Linked DNA regions of Macaca mulatta: region 2 is linked to region 1. A link is a contact called in public Hi-C data. All regions are on one chromosome and are shown on one strand. Each heading gives the region's core, a stretch centred on a gene start, on an enhancer-like site or on the middle of the called end of the contact. The rest is flanking DNA. Distances are from core to core; before and after follow the strand shown. Region 1 holds the start of SLC25A42 (solute carrier family 25 member 42). Region 2 holds the start of TMEM161A (transmembrane protein 161A).

Region 1 (4,152 bases), core at 479-2,978:
ACATCCATATATGTTTTAAATGACCCCTATTGAAGTTGGACAGAAAGCCCAAATGGCTTCAGTTTCCACAGGAGAAGCTGAAGGTGACATGACCCTCTGGAACATTCTGGCACCGTCTTTGCAGGGAGAGGTGGGAGGGGATAAGAAATGCTCCGCAAGCCTTACAGGAAATGGCACGTTATTGCTTTTCAACAACAAAGCCACTGTCCTCCTTCTATGCTGCATGCTTGCAAATCAGACTCAAGAGAACTAAAAAGTTCCAGAAGAATCATTCCTAGCACCATGCCAGGCTCCCAGGCTCGTTTTGCAGGTTAGCTTTAAACAGCTGAAACAGTAGTTTGACTCACTCTAAAGAGTGTTTCCTTACTCTGTTTATCGGCTTCAAGGGCCCAAGGAGTGTCTGAGAGGGGTCCTCGGTCTGCAAGGGCTGGGAGCCCCGGCCCCGGCAACTCCCTCTCCGGCATCCTGCAGGAGGTACCCAAGATGATGACCCCCCCTCCTCCGGTAGCGTCTCCACCGCCAGCCCGCCCCAGGACTCCGAGACACATGCTTGGCAGAGGGGCTGTCCCTTCCAGCTAAGCCTTTCCGGACCGAGTCAAAGTCACGACTCCTGCCAATCCCTCTGAGATAAACATAACAGATGGGCGCAAACGCGGTGGGTCCCCACAGCAGAGGGTCAGCGATGCCCAGGATGCAACAGTCTCTGCCTCTAGCATTCAAGTGGTTTAGGTCTGTGGCTGGTAAAATGGAGATGATTCCGGTTTCGTCTGACCGATGGGATTATTCTAAGGTCCGGAAATCACTTTATAGACTGTCAAGCACTGTTAGAAATGAACACTGGGGTAAGCTTTTGTTTGGGGAGGGGAGGGTGCAGCGATACTGAGATACCAAGGCTTGGGGGACTATTGGAGGACCTGGGGGATTCGGGGGGATTATTACAGAGGGTGTGCGAACACAGGTGCACGTGGAAGAAAGCCCAAGATGGGAGAGGGTAGGAGGGAGGAGAAAGGGGAGAGACAGAGGTGTGGGGCTGCCAGGACCAGAGGGCAGTTGCCGGGGGTAAAGTCCCTGAGAAGAGGGACCCAGGTTGCTGGGGGAGTGGGTACAAGGGTAGCGAGCAGATACCTGGATATGAGGAAAGGCAGTAGGGGACGGGACCAGGTCCAGGTGTGAGTTGCGGGACCGTGGGTTAGAAGTCACAGGCTCAGGTGTGGATGTGGGGGTGTCATCGACAGGGACAGTCTCAGGTGATATGAGGGGTATTCGTGAGTGGGGGTGGGTGTTCGTGAGTGGGGGCGCGGTGTCAGGTGTGTGAGGGGGATGTCAGACCCAGCTGTGCGGGGCGCCGGGGACAAGGCCCCAGGGGTATGGGAGATGTCAGCAAGGACAGTTTCAGGTGTATGGGGGATGTCAACGAAAAGGGACATGGTGTCAGGCGTGCGTGGGCTGCGGGTGAGGGGCTCAGACCTGGATGCAGTAGCCCCCAGAGGGCAGTAGACGTGGAGTGTGGGGTTGGGGGGGGTCTTTAACCTCTTCTTGCCCTCGCGACGCTGCTGTCACGCCCCGCCTCGTCCGCCCCTCGCCCCGGGATCCATGACAGGACCCGTGCCTTACCTCAGTTCAGCCCGACAAGCGCGGGCCGCTGACGCTTGCGCCCCCCGGCGCCCCCGCGCCCCCTCACCGGCCCGGACGCGTCGCCGCCGCCGCCACCTCCAGCCGCCACGGCCCCGCCTCGCGCACCCCCAGAGCGCGCCACGGGAGGGGTCCACGCCACGCCCCGATTGGCTGCTCCCTGGCCAGTCAGCGCTGGAAACGTCAGTGATTGGCGGGTATGAAGCGTATGGGCAGCCCCCGAAGCCAATCGCTGACGGGCAGAGGTGGGGCTATTGGGAGAGGCCTGGGGTGCCTCGGTGGTCCCGCAGGGTGCTAGGCGCTGGGAGGCGAGGGCCTGGAGGCAGGCGAGGAATCTTGGCAGAAAACAGGCAGAACTGTCGGCCAATCGCCGGGGACCAAGGGCGGGGCTACGAGGAAACTGGCGCGACCGGTGGCACAGAGGCGAGAGGAACAGAGGGCGTAGCCTGGGGGGAGACGGGGATTGGCTGCAAAGCCGCAGACTGGCAGGTCCCGCGGCCAGTCGCAGCGGCCGTGGGCGGTACGCCCCCAGGGAAGGCTGGAGCGTTCAAGGTGCAGTCTCACCCAGAGCGTGGCAACCCGACGCCTGGTGCAGGGTCCCCTGAGACTCTCGTGTAGAGCCCGCCCTCTGGCCACCCAGCGCAGAAGCGGCTGTGAACTTGGACCATCAAGGCTGAAGGACTCCTGGATAATTCTCCATCCCCTTACTCCCCACTAATCCCCTGCAGACGACACAGAGAGGGCAGATTCGCTGGAGGTCACTCTGAGCTGCCCTCTGCATCTCGAGGTGGTGTGAAGACATGGAAATAAGGAGCAGAATCCTACTGAAACGTGCTGTGTGGTTTTCTGTGTGTCTGACCTGTGTCCCAGGTTACCTGCCATGGTATCCGGTGACATCCCTGTTGGGCCTCCTCCCTGCTAAGCCTTTTATGAATTAACTGAATCTTAACCACAGTCCCACGAGGTCAAAGCGACCACTGACCCCTTTTACAGAAACCAGAGCACAGAGAGGTCAAGCTCCATGCCCAAGGTTACACAGCACGTTGGTTGCTAAACCAGACAATGAATCTACAGCAGCCTGCTTTTTGGAAAGGGAGTGTCAGAGAAGAGCCACTGGGGGCCTCAAGAGACCTAGGTTTGAATCCTTGTCGAATCACTGGCCCACCACACAACCTTGGGCAAAGGCCTTGTGAGCCTCAGCTGTTTCATTTGGAAAAGAAGGGGGATAATGATTCCTATGCCTTGATCTTTCCTCTCTGGGGTTGCTTCCCTGGGAAAATTTATAACCCAGCTCTCATTTTAATTATCTGATGAAAGCATTTGACCCTCAGCAGGTCATGTGCGGCCTGTGAGCCTCAGCTCCTCTGTGAAGTGCGGTTAATGGCGTTGCTTTGCAGAAAAATGCCAGCCGTTTAGGGAGACACCTGCCATCTCAGGCATGGCTGTGTCATCGGCACCTGCCCCGAGGCCACTCTGTTCTCTGACTCACCCTTCATTTTCAAGACGAAGAAGCCTACAAATGTTTCCAGATACCAGCTCTTGTTTCCTCTAGGTGCTGGCCAGGGTTGGTGGAGATCAAGTTCAGAACCAGGGAATCCTGGGAGGGAGCAAGGCTGAAACCAACCTTAGAAAGGGCTCATGTTTCAGGGCTGTGCAAGCCCCTGCTAAGTGCGTGATACACAAGTTTCAAATGGGGAGGATGTGACTGGAAATCACTAGCCCAAGGCCATCATCAAACTCCTGATATTCTCACGATATGCCTACATGGACCTCCCCTCCCATACCTGCCACCTATGGTTTACTACCCCCGGCAACTTCCAGGACCTGGCCTCCATTGTGCCCTCCAGAGAAGAGGAGGAAGCTGAGGTCAGTTAAACATCAACTGGGTGCCAGGTCCCTGCTGGGCTTTCTCCAATACCATCTCCCCACCTCACTTCCAGGTGGACGTAACAGTGCCCACTTTGCAGATGAGAAAACTGAGCCTATGGTGGAGAATATTCCTTGGTGGAAGGACCCAGGGCTGGGTTTGAACCCCTGCTCTTTTTAACATAAGCAATGGCCAGTAAGAGCCACAGAACCTTCAGCAAATAACACAAGCTCCCCACTTCAGTTTCCCAGCTATCTCCTAGGGCTGATGTGAGCATTGATGAAATGGAAGCGAAATGCTTACAATGGCTTAGTCCACGGTAAGCACTCATAGAAGTCTGGTGATGATGATATATTGTTCTTCTCTGGGCCTGTTTCCCTCTCTGTAAATAGCGCTTCATGGAGACATAGACTAACTATGGGCGTGGCTTGCCACACCAAGAGCAAGATATCTATGCCGAGGAGGCCCCACTCCCAGTGCCCACCTGCCAGGCCCTGGGAGGGGTAGGTAACAAAGCTCCTGGAAGGTCCCACAGTACTTCCAGGGACAGCGCCAACTAAGGCAAAGGTCAGGCTCTGGCCCAGCCTGGGGCTGCCTCTCTAGCTTCTGCTCGTTCTTTAGCAGGCTGGCGCCAGCCAACCTCCCTACCACCT
Region 2 (4,243 bases), core at 1,379-3,878, 78 kb before region 1:
AGTGGCACGATCTCGGCTCACTGCAACGTCTGCCTCCCAAGTTCAAGTGATTCTCCTGACTCAGCCTCCACAGTACCTCACAGGCGTGAGCCACAACGCCTAGCTAATTTTTGTATTTTTAGTAGAGATGGGGTTTCACCATATGGGCCAGGATGGTCTCGATCTCCTGATCTTTCGATATGCCTGCCTCAGCCTCCCAAAGTACTGGGATTACAGGCGTGAGCCACTGTGCCCAGCCTGCCCAGTCAATTTTTATATTTTTTGTATAGTCTGAGTTTCCCCACGTTCCCCAGGCTGGTCTGGAACTCCTGGGATTAAGCGATCGTCCCATCTTGGCCTCCCAAAGTTCTTGGATTACAGGCATGAGCCACTGTACCCAGCCTCTTTTTTTTTTTTTTTCCTTACTGTGTTGCCAGGGCTGGAGTGCTGTGGCATGATCATGACTCACTGCAGCCTCAAACTCCTGGGCTCAAGCAATCTTCCCACCTCAGGCTCTTAAGTAGCTGGGACTCACAGGCTTGAGCCACCACACTGGGCTAATTTAACTTTTTAAAAATTTATTTTATTTTATTTAGAGGTGAGGGTCTTGCTGTGCTGCCCAGGCTGGTCTCAAAATTCTGGGCTCAAGCAGTCCTCCAGCCTTAGCCTCCCACGTAGCTGGGACTACAGGCACACACCAAGCCACTATCCCTGGCTGGACTCAGGTCTTCAACACTTCCCACCTGGTTCCTTCTGTCCCTTCCCCACTCAGGAGGGGTGAGCCACTGTCCCCATGACAGTGATCAATGGCTGTGGAGGTCCAGCTGAGCATACAGCCCCTGCCACCTCCAGCAGCGCCACTGCCACATGCACGGTGTTACACATAGAGGATGCAAACCCTTCACCCAGTTACCCACCCTTGTGTTCTGAGGACCTCCCCAACAATGACTCTGGCCTTCCTCCCACATGGGCTGAAGAACCGCCTACTCACTGGCACCCCAACCCCACACATCCGGACCAGGACCAGGGACTGAGCAGGAGGGAAAGAGTCAAAGCAGCAGGTACCCTGGAGGAAACTGAGGCATGGCCAGAGAGAAAGAACCTTCCCAGCCTTTGGATCTCACCCTCATGGTGACAAGAAGTCAGGCCAGTCCCTGATATCAGTGCCCACAGACTAAGCACCCAGTGTGAGGTCCATTAAATTATGGGTTGCTTTCTAAGACTGGGAGCCCCCAGGGCCACTGGTGAGACTGGTTCGGCTTCTCCATCCCAGGGAGACTGCACTTTTGCCCTCCACCACGAGGTGGCGTGCGATAGTGCGCTTAAGATTCAGCACTTGCCAAAAGTTAAAAAAATAAAATGTAAACTAGGCCCGGGGGCTCACGCCTGTAAACCCAGCACTTTGGGAGGCCGAAGCGGGCGGATCACCTGAAATCGGGAGTTCGAGACCAGCCTGATGAACACGGAGAACCTCGTCTCTACTAAAAATACAAAATTAGCGAGGCATGGTGGCCCATGCCTGTAATCCCAGCTACTCGGGAGGCTGAGGCAGGAGAATCACTTGAACCAGGGAGGCGGAAGTTGCGGTGAGCCAAGATCGCACCATTATACTCCAGCCTGGGCAACAAGAGGGAAACTCCGTCTCAAGGAAAAAAATAATAATAATAATAATAAAATGTACAAATGAAAAGGTAGTTACACGGGCCCCCCACACAGGAACCCACCCCCATAAAGATACTCAGACACTTGGTCATACCCAATATATGTCTACACTCAGGCAGACACACTCATCCACAGAAAGACAAACGGCAAAACCCAGGCACGAACACCAGAAGCCCTTTCCTTCTAGCGGTGAAATAAAGAACATCAGATCCCTGAAGCTGACATTTGGTCCTTGATCCAGCCATGCCTGAAGCTGACCCTACAGCTAGTATTTTCTGTCACATGAGCCATAAACTTTCCTTTTTTTTGCTTGAACCTATTTTAGTTGATATTTTGTGGAGCACAGCCAGAGTCCTGGCTGATAGAGATGAATAAAGCACTTGCCAGGTGAAAAATATTGAGGCATTCTTTTTTGGTTTTGTTTTGTTTTTATTTTAAGATTGAGGCATTCCTGAAGGCATTGCAAGATGTAGGATATTTACAAAAGCCTGGAGGTATGACAGAGCATGGTGGGTGCAAGCTGTACTATTAGGTGCACCACAGTGCTAGCAGCAGATTTAAGTCAGGCAGAGGGGTCTGGATTCAGTCTGAGTACTTAGCCTACTTGGTACTTAGGAATACTAAGTACTTAGTCTACTAAGTAGGAGCCATTGAATGTTCTTGATGGGGGGGGGAGTTCTCTCAGAAATGTCCCTTAGGTGGGAATAAATGACTTCGCTGCAAACCTTTGAAATAAGTTTAGGTAAGAGAAGACTGAGCCTCCAGAGAGGTGGGCCACGCAGGCCTCCCAGACACAATCTTGACTTTGATCGCTCAGAACCAGCGTGTCTGAACTACAATTTCCGGCATGCAACGCGAGCGGCCTCCTCGTCCCTGGTGACTTGCCGGCTCAAAACACGCTGATTGGTTGCACGGGATGCTCGTCAGATCAGAGTCGGGCTCTAATTGGTCGAGTTCCCGTGGAAGGCCCGGAGCCCCAGGCCGGTGGGTCCGTGCACCGCGCTCCCGCAAGCGCCATGGTGAGCGAGCGTCTTGCGAAGTGGGGGGCTCTGCAGGGCCGGGGTCCAGCCGAGGGGGTCCAGGGAGACACTGAGGGAATGTGGTCTCTTCTTGGGGATTGGAGGCTCTGAGGGATTCGGGGGCACGCTGAAGGCCGTGTGTCCCTGTCTGGGGGCCCTGCTCTCGCTGCAGGACCTCCGAAGGAGTCGACGGGGGTCGTACCCAGGGAGACTAGAAGCCCTTAAGCGTTCTGGGGATTCCGCTCTCTGGAGACCTTTTAGGGGTTTGGGGTCCTGCTATGGGGTCGTGGTCCCACAGAGGGGCTGCGGACCTCAGCACATTTGGAACCTTGTTAAGGCGGTGTGGGGGCCTGTTGGGGTCCACTCTGGGGACAGGGGTCCTGCAGGAGCGTGGGGGCCGCGCCGACGGGATCCATCAGGGGTCCCTTCTATATCGGGGTGTGTGCAACGGGCAGGGGAAGCCGTGGGCAGTGGACTCAGGAGGTCTGGGTGGCCTCAGGGCGGGCAAAGTTCTCAGAGTGGGAGACAGGACAGTTGGAACCTTCACGTCTCACTCAGCTCTGGGTTCAACCCACTGAGTATGTTCTTAAAACTTAGCCCAGCCCCAGGGGATCAGGCTGGTGCGGGTAGATGGGGCACTCCCACAACCCTGACGCGACTGGCCTGGGCAGAGAGGGACGTGGAACTGGAGAACTGGAGGGTCCCTGCCTGGGACCATCCCCGATGAGGGGTGCTGGAGATGGCCCTGAAGGAAGGGCCCTGATGGCCGGGATTATTGAAAGTGGGACGTTGTCCCAGGCGCAGGTGCAGGACGCTGTAGGAGATGAGGGCGCGGGCTCCCGGGAATGAGATGGAGGGAAGTTGCATTGATTTTATCAGGGTTCTTGGGTTCAAGGATCGTAAATCCAGTAAAGGGAAAAGAAGGAGCTGATGGAAGACTCAAGAAAATCCTTGGAGATGTCTGCGGAGCCCTGACCTTGAGATAGGAGGCTGGCTGGAGGGCAGGGCTATCAGAACATCCCAGGACAGACCTCTAGAAGCCTTAGGTGAAGAGATACACCCCTCCACCACCTTTTCCCTTAGGGGGTTTTGGGAGGTGGTGGGGTCATTGATGAAGAGCCCAAAGGTCCAGGAAGACCTCTGAGACTCCAGTGGTTGGGCGCAGTGAGGGCTGAGGAGAGAGCTGAGCCATGGGGAGGTGGAGGGGGGGTCTGTAGCTATGCCTGCAGGGTGCAGAACCGAGTTGGGGGCTGACTGTGAGACTGGTAAAGGCCTGAACCACCTGGCAGGGTATGGGATGATGGGTGAGTGTTGGGGTCTCTCAGGAGAGCCTGGAGGAGCCTACTGGTTGAGCTCAGCAGAGAGGTCTGGGCTGGAGGTGTTACTGTGCTAAGGTTGTGATGGGTTGGTGGATTGGGTGGTTAAAACCCTGGCAGGTCACAGGAGAGAGGTCCGAGAGAGAGAAGAAAAACAGACTGGTGAGTGGCAGGGCAGGTGGCTCACTGGCTTGCAGGGGCTCATGGGCTGGCACTCATGGTCCTTAAGTGCCAGCCAGCCAACCAGCCAGTGTGCACTAGGGTCCG

Evidence for each region. A called contact is a pair of places that touch in the nucleus more often than the background predicts.
Region 2: a Hi-C map of cortical neurons shows a contact between it and region 1, with 3 times the contacts expected there. The contact joins the promoter of TMEM161A here to the promoter of SLC25A42 in region 1. A contact is called at or near these places in 3 of 14 Hi-C or Micro-C datasets (cortical neurons, fetal cortex germinal zone and liver).

The regions. Positions count from the first base shown.
Region 1 is chr19:19,635,202-19,639,353 of T2T-MMU8v2.0, reverse strand. SLC25A42 (solute carrier family 25 member 42) reads right to left here and starts at 1,728. Exons shown (of 8, transcript NM_001194691.1): 1 at 1,615-1,728. LOC144336859 reads left to right here and starts at 837. Exons shown (of 2, transcript XM_077978489.1): 1 at 837-1,829; 2 at 2,361-2,462. The coding sequence starts at 1,594. The coding sequence ends at 2,442. It also overlaps a transcript of ARMC6 not described here.
Region 2 is chr19:19,713,567-19,717,809 of T2T-MMU8v2.0, reverse strand. It overlaps TMEM161A (transmembrane protein 161A), which reads left to right and starts at 2,628. Exons shown (of 11, transcript XM_077978495.1): 1 at 2,628-2,660. The coding sequence starts at 2,658.